Regions from separate parts of the Danio rerio genome. Here region 1 is linked to region 2. A link is a contact called in public Hi-C data. All regions are on one chromosome and are shown on one strand. The core of a region is the stretch at or near the end of the contact, and the rest is flanking DNA. Distances in the headings are between cores, read along the strand shown.

What was found. Hi-C and Micro-C count contacts between places; a contact is called where the count stands out from the background.
Region 1: a Hi-C map of fibroblasts shows a contact between it and region 2, with 4 times the contacts expected there. The contact joins the promoter of isl2a here to the enhancer-like site in region 2. A contact is called at or near these places in 6 of 18 Hi-C or Micro-C datasets (caudal fin, embryo, fibroblasts and 2 more) and 2 of 4 datasets of contacts at active chromatin or transcription factors (caudal fin and embryo).

Annotation. Positions count from the first base shown.
Region 1 is chr25:35,187,743-35,191,915 of GRCz12tu, reverse strand. isl2a (ISL LIM homeobox 2a) reads left to right here and starts at 2,500. Exons shown (of 6, transcript NM_130970.1): 1 at 2,500-2,618; 2 at 2,930-3,119; 3 at 4,139-4,173. The coding sequence starts at 2,561.
Region 2 is chr25:34,976,396-34,980,141 of GRCz12tu, reverse strand. All of the region lies in intron 4 of scaper (S-phase cyclin A-associated protein in the ER), which reads right to left. Among named protein-coding and RNA genes, the nearest start is that of scaper, 15 kb to the right of the region's middle. Within about 2 kb of position 1,336, at least 12 of the 62 cell types and tissues checked have an H3K27ac peak or open chromatin away from gene starts, as enhancers often do.

The DNA of each region.
Region 1 (4,173 bases), core at 1,251-3,750, 210 kb before region 2:
AAATTTGGTTTATTAAACGAAAAAGGGGATTATTTATTCATGACTTTTGGCATAGAGGTTGTTGGTAAAATAATGTTGTCAAAATATGTAAATTATATATAACACACAGGCTATGGGTCGCAGCTGGAAGGGCATCCGCTGCGTAAAACTTCTGGATAAGTTGGCGATTCATTCCGCTGTGGTGACTCCACATTAAGGTACTAAGCCGACAAGAAAATGAATGAACGAATGAATGAATGAACATAGGCTATGACTTAACGTGTTTAAAACAGCCTTTATGGCGTATTTTCCTCTCTATTCATTTGTTTTCAGTTTAATTAAACGAGAAAATTATTAAATCAAATCGTTATTATGCTACATATGCCTGGCAGCCTCCCAAATCTATGTTTCTGACCTCCTTCACAGAGACAACACCGTTTCAGCCTAAATTAAATTCATTTCTTTGCAGGGTTAAGGGTCAAAGTCAAAGGTGAGGTTCGACAGGCGGTCATCCTGAGAGAGGATTCACAACACACTGTTAGCATGATTGTCCGAATCATTTTTAGTCAAATAAAGAAGATATTATTTATGGTTGACTCGCCTGCAGGCTATCTAGGCTAGATTTAATTACTGGCGGTTCATTCCGCTGTGTCGACCCCTGATAAATCAGGGACAAACGCCGAAGAAAAAGTAATTAATATATATGTCATTACAAACATGACAAAATGGGCAGATTAAACCAAGTTAAGTTTAATTTATTTTAAGCACGAAGCACATTCACCTTTTGTGGTGTGCAAGAAGCGCTTCGTTCAAGCAGAACTTAACAGTTGTAGGCAAATTTGTGTTGTGAGTCACTTCTGACATTTTCATTCATTGGAAGCAGAAGGGATTAAAGATTCATGTAGACCAGTTATGATTTGCAAAACGCAAAGTTACAATGCAAAACGTGCAGAGAGACAGAAACAACAACTACAACAAAAACAAACACGTATAATACGATTTAAAATCCGGCCTAATAACAACTTTTTTGGTTGCAAAAAAAGTTTGTTAATAGAATAACAGTTTGTTTGTTTGTAAAGATGATTTAAAACCCCTTTTGTTGAATTGAAAAGTTCCTTAACTTTGGTTCTTCATGGAAGCTAAAAGAATTTACGCGTTTCATTCTGTGCAACGATTTCTTGAATTCGCATTCTTGCAAAACATTTTTAAATTGTATTTAGAAATGTGAACTAGGAGGTTTGCTATAAGGACCCTTAGAAATTTATAGGAAAAAACTGTAAAAAAATAAATCGATAAACAATTATATAAAGTATGATTTTTTTATTATGAATAAGTTTATTAATTGTAATAAATTATTACGAAAATAATTAACAAATTAAAATAAGATTAAAACAGTCAGATATTTTATTAACATAAACATGCATGCTAACAAAATATTTTTTTACAAAAAAAATATATATATGATTAAATGAGATTCAAGTAAATGGAAAGTATTGAAAAATAAATAATTTCAATAAAAAATAAAATTCACCTTACAGATAGAAACAAAGAAAAAAATAATCATAATTAATTAACTACTTACCAATAAAATAAAAATATGATACTGTAATTTAAAATAAACAATGTTTTCCAAATAATATTTTATACTCTAGGCCTTTTTTAAAGTATATGCCTAAGTTGTCTTTACACAATAAAGTATGCTTGTAAGGTATAAGGCCTTTTTTTTAATTTTAGGATGGAGATATCTGATAAGGCCATATCTGAGAAGCCTTTGTAACGAACTGAAAACTACTGACAGATAACATACTGTACACATCATATGTGTGATAATGTTTTGATGTCCAGTAGGGGGCTCACTAGAACACACAGACTTCATATGGATTTACCCTACAGGAACGTCTGTACGCATGAAATTTCCTTCTTATTCAGCATTTTAAATTATATGGGATTGGTATATATATATATATATATATATATATATATATATATATATATATATATATATATATATATATATATATATATATATATATATATATATATATATAGATAAACTATCAACATATATAATGTTTATATATAATACATTAACATTAAAATGTAGACATTTTAAACTTATTTAAATAAAAAAAAAGGTCTTGTTCTCGTAAAACAGTAAAAACATAGCGTCCAAATAGGTTGTTCCAGCCTCTCACACACTTGGCTCAAGTTGGCTGCTTTTTATAAATCGGTTTAGGCAATTCTCATATGTTCTAATTTACTTTTTGTGCTTGTTTATTACCTGTCACACCTCGTGCCGTCTCACAGTTACGCCTGCATGAGAAACAAATGCACGAGCTTGATCTTCAGCTCTTCGGTCTCTAATATTCAAAGCGCTCCCGCGGTCGGATCTCCGCGCCGGGCTCTGCTGATATTCGGGGTCCAGGTTTGCATGTGACGTCAGGCCCCGGTGACGTCAGAGCCAGTGTCTGTGTGTTACTCTTCCCACAGGCTCTTCGGCCAGAAGTTATTAGTCAGCTCGGGACGAGGCAGTTTCCCATTCCATTTCCTCATCTGTAGCCTTCTGCCTTAACCCTCCTGTATGGTGGATATTCTACCGCATCCTTCTTTCTTGGGTGATATGGGGGATCATTCAAAAAGTAAGTGAACATTCGTGTTATACAGAAGTTTTCGTCCTTGCATAGGGTTATATGCAAAATTAGAGCTGCTAGCAAAACAGTTGCATTAATAACATTCAGTATTTTGTTGCGCGACATATTCAAAAACAACAAAACAATTTGGCTGCAGTTAATAGTAATTAAGTAGAACACAAAAGAAGCTCCACTTGCATGTTAAATATAGGATGCATAAAACACGAACTATTGCTGTATTTACACGTCGGTGGTGTTTTGGGGGATTAAATGCATATGGGTGCAGTCGGTGGACTCTAATCCCTGCTTTCCATATCCAGAGAAGTCTGGAATCGCCATGTGTGTCGGCTGTGGAAGTCAGATCCATGATCAGTACATACTGCGGGTGTCCCCGGACCTGGAGTGGCACGCAGCCTGTCTGAAGTGCGCAGAATGCAGTCAGTACCTGGATGAGACGTGCACTTGCTTCGTCCGAGACGGCAAGACTTATTGCAAGAGAGATTACGTACGGTACGAGCAACTATATTTGTGATTTCACAGCTTGGGAATTTCGTCGAGGCCCAGTTTTTCACACAATCTTGACCCAGACAGATTTAGAGATATGGAGAATAATGTTTTGTTGTGTTTTACGTAAACTGGAGATAAAAGCAGCGTTTAGAACAATCAAGCCCTATTTTATTTATGTTAATAAAGTTGATTAAGCTAAATGTTACAATAGAAAATTTAAAATAACTGTATTAAGTGGAATTATTTAGTTTTCAGCACAATTTAAACTGAACGTCCATATTTCATGGCTCGAGTGTTTGGCTAATGTATTGCAGTCGTGTTTGGTTTGGGTTTGCCATGCTTGTTACTGCTGTTTGTTCAGTTTTATTTTAAAGTTTGCTTTGTAAAGAAATGTAATTCCATTGGCAACAGTTTCTGCAAAGCTTATATGTGCGTAAAGGATATTCTAGATAGTGCATTGAAGCGCACGCTTAAAAAAATAAATGTTTCAGAAAGTATTGTGTTGCGATGCCACAGAAGAAGATTTTTTCTGGGTTTTCTAAAATACATTTCAGTGAATGACTCTTGAGATAATCTAAACAGCCCATTTGCACTATAAAGAGTCGGTGTGGAATTTAAAGTTTCCATGGATGATGATAGCCTATCGTTTGTTTGTTTTTTTAAAAACACACTGTATTTTATAAGTTACGGCTATATGTTCTGTCTTAAATATATTAAACATAATTTTAATACACTAAAACGTATCTATTAATATATTTGTAAACCAAATAATAGTAATAAATGCATTAAAACAGTGTTAGAATGTAGCCTATAACAGCCTTTATGATATATATTATTGCATATAACTTTATTATCTTTACTTTTTAATTTAGATTTTCAAGGGATAAATGTGTGTGTTCAGTGTTTAAAATGCATTAAATGCACATGCCTTTATAAAATAGAGTACGCCTATTTCTTGCCCCTATAAAACCATCCGCTTTGCGAGCAGTAAAATAACCAAATGCTTCTTCTGGAAATTGCAGATTATTCGGGATCAAATGCGCCAAATGTAACATCG
Region 2 (3,746 bases), core at 87-2,586:
AAAAAAAAGGGTGCCTTTTTTGATAAACTCAAATTTGAAAGTGTACCTTTTAGGTTCTGTGTGGTGTAGGGTGCTGTAATTAATTTTGGTGGTTCCTGCACATGTCTGTAATCATAGGAAAAAAAGAAAAATGTCTCTACCATAATCTATGCAAAAGTTATTGTATTCCAACTGATGAGAGGTGCGGTACAAGCCACAGGGACCAATCATTGTTTTCATATTTCACTATTCTTTTGTTTGATCAAACATAATTCACTGTGTTTGGACCACGTCAGACATATAAAAGGATTACTTATGCACATCACCTCAAAAACAGAGGAGAAATGGCCCTGAAGCGCACAGCATAAGGTAAGACATGACAGCTGTCTGTGCTATCTGGGGCTGCTTATTGATCATAAATGTATTGTTTTCACTTCTGCGCCATGGAAACACCACGATTCATTCGGCAACTGTTTGATATGTGAATATAATTCAGTAAAAAGAATGCTAGAACCATATGAGCACCGGCAAGAGCTTTCATTTGAGCTATAACTTGTACATGTGTCATATAAAAAAATATGAAAATAAACCAATGTAAAATACCTAGCTCGGGTCTCCAAAATACTGTGTATTTAAGTGTAAATAACTTTTGTACAGTAGAATAAAAACCAAAGTGATGCATATGTGCAAAAATATAGATTCTACACTTTCAAACGAAACCACTTAAGGGGTTCTGGTGCAATGCTAGCCCTTTAAATCTTAAAGCGAAAGCCGATGACATCACGAACACTGTACCGGGTCCACAGAGTTTAACTGGTTAATTAAAGTTATTAGGAACTAATAAAGTTTTGGTAATTAATAACCTTACCTTTCAGAGTTTGATTGTAATGCAATGATGAGCAAGTTTAAAGCGATTATTGTAAAAAGTGCTATACAAATAAACTTGAATTGAACTAAGCAGTAAATTTGCAAAAAGTCAGAAATTGTAGGCTATTTTCTAATTTTCCTTTCTACTAGATATACATGAGAAGACTCAGACCTCAACATCTCCAAGGAACCCTTTCTTACTTTAGGCCTAAAATGTTCCCATCAGATACACAGCAGTGAGCTAAAGAGCTGTAGCGGAGCATGAACAAACACAAACACACTCAAACCAAAGGGCCAGGGAGTGTGAACAGACCCTCTGGACATGGCAACAAGGCCGGGCAGATAGTTTACGCACATTCGCGCAGGCCAGCTGTCAACAAGGTAACCACAAAGGGGGCCGGTTAGCTTCGAGCATCTGGCCCAAACCCTGCTCGGCATAATTCTAGATTACACGCCAATCGATAAATCAGAGCCAGCAGTGTGGAGTGTGGACGATGGGCCCAAATACAGCCCCAGCCCGCCATACCTGCCAGGGTAAACACAGAGAGTGCCCCGACACAAGCTCTGCCAACCAAAGCTAACAAAGATCAAACCACTGTTTGCCGACACAGGTCTCGAGACCAAGCCGGACACAAAAACACTGTTGATCAACTTGAAGTGATGGATCGTTATTGCGACCGTTGCGTGCTGAGAGGTCATTGGTCATAGGGGCTGACTGTAGAGCGCGTTTAGCAATCAGCTTTTTGCTTTTACTCAAACTAAACAAAAAACCTGGGGTGGAAAAAAAAAAAAAGTGTTTTAGGACGTCACCTAGACCTTGTACCCCGAACACCCCCTGCACACACACATACAGAGAAGGAGAGGGGTCCGGGGGGGCTCTTTGTTTACACATGTCATCCATCTCCACTCCCTCCAGAAAGGCCCTGGAGAGCTGCAGTGATAATTCTCTCACCAAACCCTCTCTGACACAAACCAGAAAACAACAGGAATGCGAGGAGGAGGAAGAGGAGGAGAGAGATTGATCACAGCGCTTCATTCCCTCTAGTGGACAGCTCCGAAATCTCACAACTAAAAATTATGTTTGAAATGTAAGTACACATGAAATCAAAACTAACCATACTGATTTTGTTAGCTCACATTGCTAGTGAACAATTTGTCTGTGCATGTCCTTAAAGAGCCCCTATTATGTTTTTTTTGAAAATGAGCTTCTATGCAGTGTGTAACACAGCTGTAAGCAGGGCTTTACATTAACACCAGCCAACACGCCAAATGCGGGTAGATTTCAGCGGTGGCGGGTATGACAGACACTCCCACAAGCCACTTTGGCTGGTTGAAAATAATTTTCCCGGATAGTAATTCTGAAAAGCAGGGTTCGACAATAAGGATGGTCCAATATGCATGCAAAGGCGATCTTAGAATTGAGAAGCAACATGACTGACAAAAATAATTGCGATCGTGCGAACAATAGATGGCAGGTGAATACTGAATGAGAGGCTAATCACTCGCGCTAACAGCTGAGGTGATGCAAGCGACTGTTTAAAACGCGTGCGCGTTTCCTTGCGTGAAGCAACTGTGTCTAGAAACACAACTGATGTGACAAATTCTCTTTCAAATAGACTGGACAAGAAGGGATGAACATGCACCCACAGTCTCGCTGCTTTCAAGATTTCCAGAGTTGTCTTTTTGTAAGCAGCACCGGTTTGAAGATTATTTATGGGTCTAACGTTAACTGTGTGTGTGTGATCATCCTTTCATTATCACACGGTATATTTTTACCTGCTTTCTTTTGCGTTAATAGGGTTTAATTATATTTTTTAACAATAACATTGCTTTAATGGGAGATTACTCCCCATTTATGTGTAGTTAACTGGCGATCTGGGACCCTTAGCCAGGACAGATTACTGTGCATATGTTTCGTTAAATAAAAAAAGTATAGTATTCAGCTATATTTTGCTTGTTTTGACACATTTAAAATTTGTGGCTAGGAAATAATTAATTGTTTATGACTGGTGTGGTCAGAGATACATTTGGTAAATCCTTCATTTTAAGCTCTGAAAATTATGTGAAATAAAAGCTAATTGCAATACTATGAAACCATGACCCATTTGCAGACATCCCAAGTCTCCCGGAAGTTCCAGGAGTCTCCCGCAAATGCATAGAGACTCCCGCATCCCCGCAGATAAATGATAATCTCCTGGAAATCGCGCATCTCCCGCCCGTTCCTTAAAAACGTCGCACACCCCTCTACACTACATCCCTCCCAGCTCTTCAGGTACATCGCGCGCAACTCACCCCCACCACTTTATAGGTATGTCGCGCGCAACTCACCCCCGCTGCTCTTCAGGTATGTCGCGTGCAACTCACCCCCGCTGCTCTACTGGTATGTCGCGCGCAACTCACCCCCGCTGCTCTACAGGTATGTCGCGCGCAACTCACCCCCGCTGCTATACAGGTATGTCGCGCGCAACTCACCCCCGCTGCTATACAGGTATGTCGCGCGCAACTCACCCCCGCTGCTTTACAGGTATGTCGCGCGCAACTCACCCCCGCTGCTATACAGGTATGTCGCGCGCAACTCACCCCCGCTGCTATACAGGTATGTCGCGCGCAACTCACCCCCGCTGCTTTACAGGTATGTCGCGCGCAACTCACCCCCGCTGCTATACAGGTATGTCGCGCGCAACTCACCCCCGCTGCTTTACAGGTATGTCGCGCGCAACTCACCCCCGCTGCTCTACAGGTATGTGGCGCGCATACACACCACCATGTAACTTTTCCCAACTTGGGATTTCTGCATTTGCTCATGCACTTTGAGCAAGCTAATATACGACACACAAAAAGTGAAATGAATGAGAAGGCATGTGGAGATCACGCAAAATCGAAATCAAGTATTTTTTGTC